Regions from separate parts of the Danio rerio genome. Here region 1 is linked to region 2. A link is a contact called in public Hi-C data. All regions are on one chromosome and are shown on one strand. Each heading gives the region's core, a stretch centred on a gene start, on an enhancer-like site or on the middle of the called end of the contact. The rest is flanking DNA. Distances are from core to core; before and after follow the strand shown.

The links. Hi-C and Micro-C count contacts between places; a contact is called where the count stands out from the background.
Region 1: a Hi-C map of hematopoietic stem cells shows a contact between it and region 2, with 4 times the contacts expected there. The contact joins the promoter of ndufs6 here to the promoter of med10 in region 2. A contact is called at or near these places in 2 of 18 Hi-C or Micro-C datasets (hematopoietic stem cells and an unstated tissue).

What each region holds. Positions count from the first base shown.
Region 1 is chr19:30,700,664-30,703,990 of GRCz12tu, reverse strand. It overlaps ndufs6 (NADH:ubiquinone oxidoreductase subunit S6), which reads left to right and starts at 1,336. Exons shown (of 4, transcript NM_001004651.1): 1 at 1,336-1,499; 2 at 3,095-3,148; 3 at 3,240-3,327. The coding sequence starts at 1,356. mrpl36 (mitochondrial ribosomal protein L36) reads right to left here and starts at 1,090. Exons shown (of 2, transcript NM_001099257.1): 1 at 973-1,090.
Region 2 is chr19:30,387,309-30,390,498 of GRCz12tu, reverse strand. med10 (mediator complex subunit 10) reads right to left here and starts at 1,930. Exons shown (of 4, transcript NM_001017699.1): 1 at 1,690-1,930; 2 at 1,424-1,507; 3 at 419-521. The coding sequence starts at 1,811.

The DNA of each region.
Region 1 (3,327 bases), core at 87-2,586, 310 kb before region 2:
AAAAAAAAAAATATATATATATATATATATATATATATATATATATATATATATATATATATATATATATATATATATAGTAGTAATGTTTCATATTACATAATAATATATACTTCTTTGACATTGACTTAATATTTATTTATTTTTATTTATTTATTTATTTTATTGCAATAATAACAGTACATTACAACAAATACAGATACAAAACTGAAAGTAGTATGGTACAATCAATAGGAATATTACTTTTTGAAATAAGTGGAATGTAACAAAATTAAAACAAATATAGGTAAAACTAAATAAAGACAACGAGAGAAAGAAAAAAAGAAATATTAAGGGCACATGACAAGGATAAAACTAACTATTGCAGAATATCAAATAAAACACATATTTTATAAAGTTTTAATAGCTTTCTTGTTGCGAGAGTCTGTGATGGTTTATAAATAAAGAGCTAGTTCTCGTTTAAAAAAATAAAAAATAGGCTTACAATGAGTATATTTGCAATTGTGTATAGAAAAAAAACTTTCCAATAATTAAAATAAAGTTTATGCAAAAAGTTTGAATAAAGGAATTGCTTCCTTTAATATAAAACCCCAAAACAACATGTCTATAGCTTTCACAGAAAAAGCAAGAGATGTCAATGTCAATTTTTAATTTTTGTAAAAATTGTTTTTGACTTAATATTTACTTGACCCTTTAAAAGCTAAGTTGGCATGTAAATGTTTTCTCCCATAACTGTCAGCTAGTATTCAGAGCATTCCAAAATAAATGTTCTAATCTTATTCACAAATACAAAAACGTCCAAGTCTTCGTTGCTAACAAGACAATTAGCATGATTTTTTTTTTTGGAAAAAGTCTCACGTTGTGGGCCGCTGACTAGCTTTGCAGGCCAAACACTGTTCTAAAACACGTGAACGTGTTCAATTCAAGAAGTTGCAGTAATATTTTCAACAATTAAATATATTTAATGCATACCTGTCTGAATATGCAGATAGAAACGCGTGTATTTAAGCGTTTTTATCCAAGATACATCAGTGCGAGGGTAGCATGCTTTTCAGACGCAAGAAAACCCATCCAGTTCCTGTGACGCAATGACTTTGTGGGAAAGTCATACCGCACGCATGCGCATTATACTCTCCGAAATCTTCCCTCAAACCTGTGTATGTAAAGATTTGTTTGGATATATAAAATACCCAATGGATCTGCTAAGTACAGGCGCATAATATACTCTAAAGGAACTCGTTTATACGAACAATTCAAAGAATTATAAAATAATGAATTTGTTGCCGACCAACAGGGGTCAGCAGAGAGTTATGAAGAGCAAAGCAAAGGCTGCTGGGTAATGATCACAGGCAAACATGGCAGCCATCCTTCCAAGGATCTTGTCCTTCGGTAAAAATACGAAGGTTTTGCTCAACTGTTTGAGATTATCAGCAGTTCCAGTTCAGCAGTACAGTGTTCCGGTTTCTAACCATGGAGAAATAATTACCCACACGGGACAGGTGAGGCTGGATCTAAAGGACACTGTGCAGCACGTCTGTTTATTACTGTTAGCATTTGTTGTGAGAACTGAGGCTTATATCTGGCGTAATAGACTATAGAGTAAGCATTAATAGCTGATATTTTGTGCATTTAGTGGCAACTTAATGGTAAAAGACTGCATTGTACTGATAAAACTGATTAAATGGAGTAAAATACAACCAGAAAAAAATCAATTCAAGTTGCTACCCAGTTAAAGGTTGTAAAAATTACAGTTAAAATAATTTAAAGTTCAAATACAAAAATATTTTTTGCTTGGAATTGTTTGTTCATAGTGTTTTTTTAAGAAAATGTCAAAGTAATACAATTAATAAAAACCTTTATTCTCTTGTGTAGATAATATAGTGTAATATAGATAGTAACCAAATTTACTCTTCAGTATACACTTCACTTTAGTTGGTGCTATATTGAGAGAAAAAAATCGTTCAAAGAGAGTAAAATGTACTTAAAGCTAGATATTGCACAGTAAACTTTAATTCAAGTAGAAATTGATCAACAACGTTATTTTACAAAACAATTCTACTTAACTGCATACATTTAATTGTTAGCAGTTTTTTGTACTTGTTTTATTTATCGCCTTTTTTTGTATTTGATTTTTTGGTACCAGTTTTTTTGTATTCAATTCGATTTTTTTGTATTCGATTTGTTTGTAGCAGTTTTTTGTTTTCAATTCAGTTTTTGTATTCGTTTTACTTGTAGCAGTTTTTTGTATACAATTTATTTGTAGCAGTTTTTTTGTATTTAATTTGATTTAATTGTAGAAGATTTTGTATTCAATTACATTTTTGTATTCGAACATTTGTAGCGGTTTTTTATATTCAATTAGATTTTTTGTATTAGTTTTATTTGTAGCATTTTTTGTATTTAATTCCATTATTGTATTCGATTATTTGTTGCAGGTTTTTTCTATTCAATTAGATTTTTTGTATTCAATTTATTTATAGCAGTTTTTTTGTATTTAATTCGATTTTTGCATTTGATTTATTTGTAACCTTTTTTGTATTCAATTACATTTTTTTGTATTTGATCTATTTTTTTTCCATTCGATTTATAGCAGTTATTTTGTATTTTGTGCATTTAGTTGCAACCTAATGATAAAACTCACTAAATAGAGTAAATACAACTACGAAAAAATCAACTCTAGTAGCTACCGAATCAAAGGTTGTAGAAATTATGGTTTAAATAGTTTAAAGTTCAAAAACATAAATATATTTTGCTTGGAATTTTTTGTTTATAATGTTTTTTAAGAAAATGTCAAAGCAATACAATTCATAAAAACCTTTATTACTTCCCTTGTGTACATAATATCGTGTAATATAGATAGTAACCAAATTTACTCTTCAGTATACACTTCACCTCAGTGTATATTAAGGGGAAAAATCATTCAAAGAGAGTAAAATGTACCTAAAACTATGTATTGCATGGTAAACTTTAAATAACTTAATAGACATTAATCAACAATATTACTTTTACAAAATGTTAAGCAGATCCGACATCAGATTTACTTTATAAGAAAAACTTAATATTTTTTCCTATTTACTATTTGTTTTTATTGCAGGTCTATGATGAAAATGATGTGAGACGTGCTAGATTTGTTGGCAGACATAAAGAGGTAAAGGGAACTATTCAGTGCTGCACAAAGATAGCATATATATATATAGATTTTCTTATTGTTTGTTATATTGTTATCTTTAATGCTGCAGGTGAATGAGAACTTTGCAATCAACCTGGTTGCAGAAGAACCAGTCTCACATGTAGAGTCCAGGGTGGTGTCCTGTGATGGAGGCGGAG
Region 2 (3,190 bases), core at 681-3,180:
CATATATATTGCGATATGAATGCAATTTCACAAGATGACTTAAATAACTATTTAGAAAGAATTTATAATTTCAGATTGACTGGGAAGAACCTGTGCATCTGCACAAAATAGAATAAACAATATAAAGAAAAAAAAACAAAACTGCATATTATTAATGCTGTATAGTCTTTGTTGTAAAAACAATTCAATAAAATTTGTCATTAATGATTTTTTCAAAGTTATAAAGAAAACTTTCTTTTGCCTGAATGCTTTTAAAATCCACATACAGTCACAGGCCTAAAAAAAACACTTGTGAGTCAACATTGCATATTCTATGATGTGACTATTGCAAATGATCACATTGTGATACCGATGCTGAAACTATATATTGTGCAGCCCTGAAATGCAACCTGAATGACAAAGCTGAACCAATACTCACAGTCAAGGTGTCAATCTTTCCTTTGACTTGTTCATTTTTAGCCAGTGCTCTTTCCAAGCACTCCTTGGTGTAGAGCTGTGGGTTACGACCCTGATCAATATACCTGCGGGCAAAAGGGAAAAACATCAATAATCTATAACAGCCATTTACATTTTTGCACAGATGTGACGTCTAATTTTTTTTAGCAATTTGGTATTTTAAAAGGTAGAGAATGTGGATGACTGTAAAAAATCTGACCACCATTTATATTTATTTTTAAGGTTTTTACAGTTGAGGGCATTTAAAGAACACTACCAGTCAAAAGTTTGGTTTTTCATGTTTTTCTGAGAAAATTATTTTTTTCATCAATTTATTAATTTATTTATTAAACGTAAAAATATATATATAGTTGAATTGTTAAATATTTATTAAAATTTGAAATAACTGTTTTCTCCTTGTATGCTATTTATTTATTTCTTATTTATTGCTAATAATAATAATTATTATTATTATTATTATTATTAATATTAGAGGGATTTCTGAAGGATCATGTAACTCTGAAGACTGGAGTAATGAAGCTGGAAATCCATCTTTAAAATCACTGGAATTAAATTAAATTATAAACTACTTTTGAACTGTTATTTTATAGTGCAATAACATTTCGCAATTTTACAATATGTACTGTATTTTTGGTTAAATAAATGCAGCCTTGGTGAGCAGGAGAAACTTATTATAAAACATTTAAAAAGTCTACTGGCCAGTAGTGTATAAACCATTTTGAGGGATGTGAACAAAAAACGATGGTCCCAATGTATTTCTTGTTTTACATTTTTAATTTCTATAGCATCCAAGAACCAAAAAAGAGCCACATATTGAAAAATAATGTTATGATAGCTGTTTTAGCATTAAATTGTGATTGAACTGCCTCTTGTTACGGTTAGGAAGTAGTTTGACAACAGGCAGGAAATGTTCATGGGCCAATGACATGTCCACATTGAACTGGACTATATTATATGCAAAACTCACTCGAACACTTCCAAAGGTACGTTGATATCATGAAGCTGCTGTCGACATTTCTCAATATCCTGAAGTCCTGTGATCATAAAGTTCCTGAAAAATAAATAACAAAATCATTTATTTTCCATCTAAATGAGGCAATACTACTGGTAAAGAGCCAGCAAATGCAACAGCTGAAACGTCGCCATTAGTTGCTAACGTTAGTAATTCTTTGTTAAAATCCAACAAAAGGGTTTGGGTTAGTATTAAAAAATAACATTGTGATTTTAACTCACAGTTTCTGGTTGAGTCCTGTTTGACTGCTGGGCTGGAAGTCGCTGACGATAATTCCGAGCTGTCGTATGTTTTCGACGAATTTTTCGAGGTGCTCCTCGAGGTTATCAAACTTCTCCGCCATGGCGAGGTTAATTTAACGTAAATTTAAGCGCACGGTCGATTAAATAAGAATATAACTGTATACTTATTGACAAAAGATAGTCATCCGCTCACTTAGCGTAGCTCCCATGACAGCAAACTGCTTTCCGGCTGCCTTCCATCCAATAGTGTGCGAGAATGGACTGTCACCCGGGTAACAGAGCTTTCGTTGTGCTGTAAAGCATTTCTAAATGCTGCAAAGACGCTGTTGTTAAACGTTCTAGAAAGCGTCGTAAAGAAACATGGTGGAGATAATTCAGTGGTCGAGACTGAATGTAAAACAAAACAACTTATAGGCAATAAAATGTTAAATGCTGATGACATGCTCTGCTTGTGCACTGTTGTGTGCAATGCAACGTTCAAGAGAAGGTGTTGTATTGACTTGTTTGCAGCCTGATGCATGTTTAACCCCTTACTGACAAACACAGGGCAAATACGCTTTATTTGTTTATTTATTTGTTTGCTCGTTTATTTATTTATTTAATCCCTTACTTACTGGAATTTGGCTGAGAGAAACTAAAAATACAAGTTACTGTGATATTAGTTTTTCTCAGTCTCCATTTCTCAGATCAGAACTGAAATTCTCAAATCTTCCTGTTCAATCTTCACATCACTGTCAGTTGTGCACATCAAAAATGCAGTTTCTCATTCCTTTGAACAAGTTGCAAATGCTTTTGTAAATCATGCAAAAGATCTAAATTTATTATTTTGGTCTCTGTCTGAATAGTCTCACCCCCACAACATTTAATCGTTTGTTCATGGCATAATTCTGTACATGCAAAGTTGTCTTAATATTTCGTCATAATGCATTTTTCTTTCTTTTTAAAACAAATCTGTCTACAATTGATATTTCTCCCAGGTGAATCTTGACTTTTTCTAATGAAGGTGCATCTCAAAGAAGATTTGTATGGTTACATTTCGACTTTTGTCAAGTTTTTTCTTTGTGCCATGCAGTGCTAGATAGATAGATAGATAGATAGATAGATAGATAGATAGATAGATAGATAGATAGATAGATAGATAGATAGATAGATAGATAGATAGATAGATAGATAGATAGATAGATAGAGATTCATAAAAAAGTGCTTACATATACCATATTGAATTCAGATATCTTAAAAGCACATTTTTATCATATAAACTCAAATTAGGTCACTATTTTCAAGACTATTGCTTATACAATGGTTTCTTAATTAATGTTCATATTTACAAATAAACATTTAAAAAATGGCAAGCCTTGTTTCACAATACGTAAGGAGATTTAAATGTGCATAAAACCAGGTCAAAAAAATGTTGTAATACATAACTATTATAGTCATACTGATAATTGTGTTCTTATAATTATGTGTGTGTGTGTGTGTG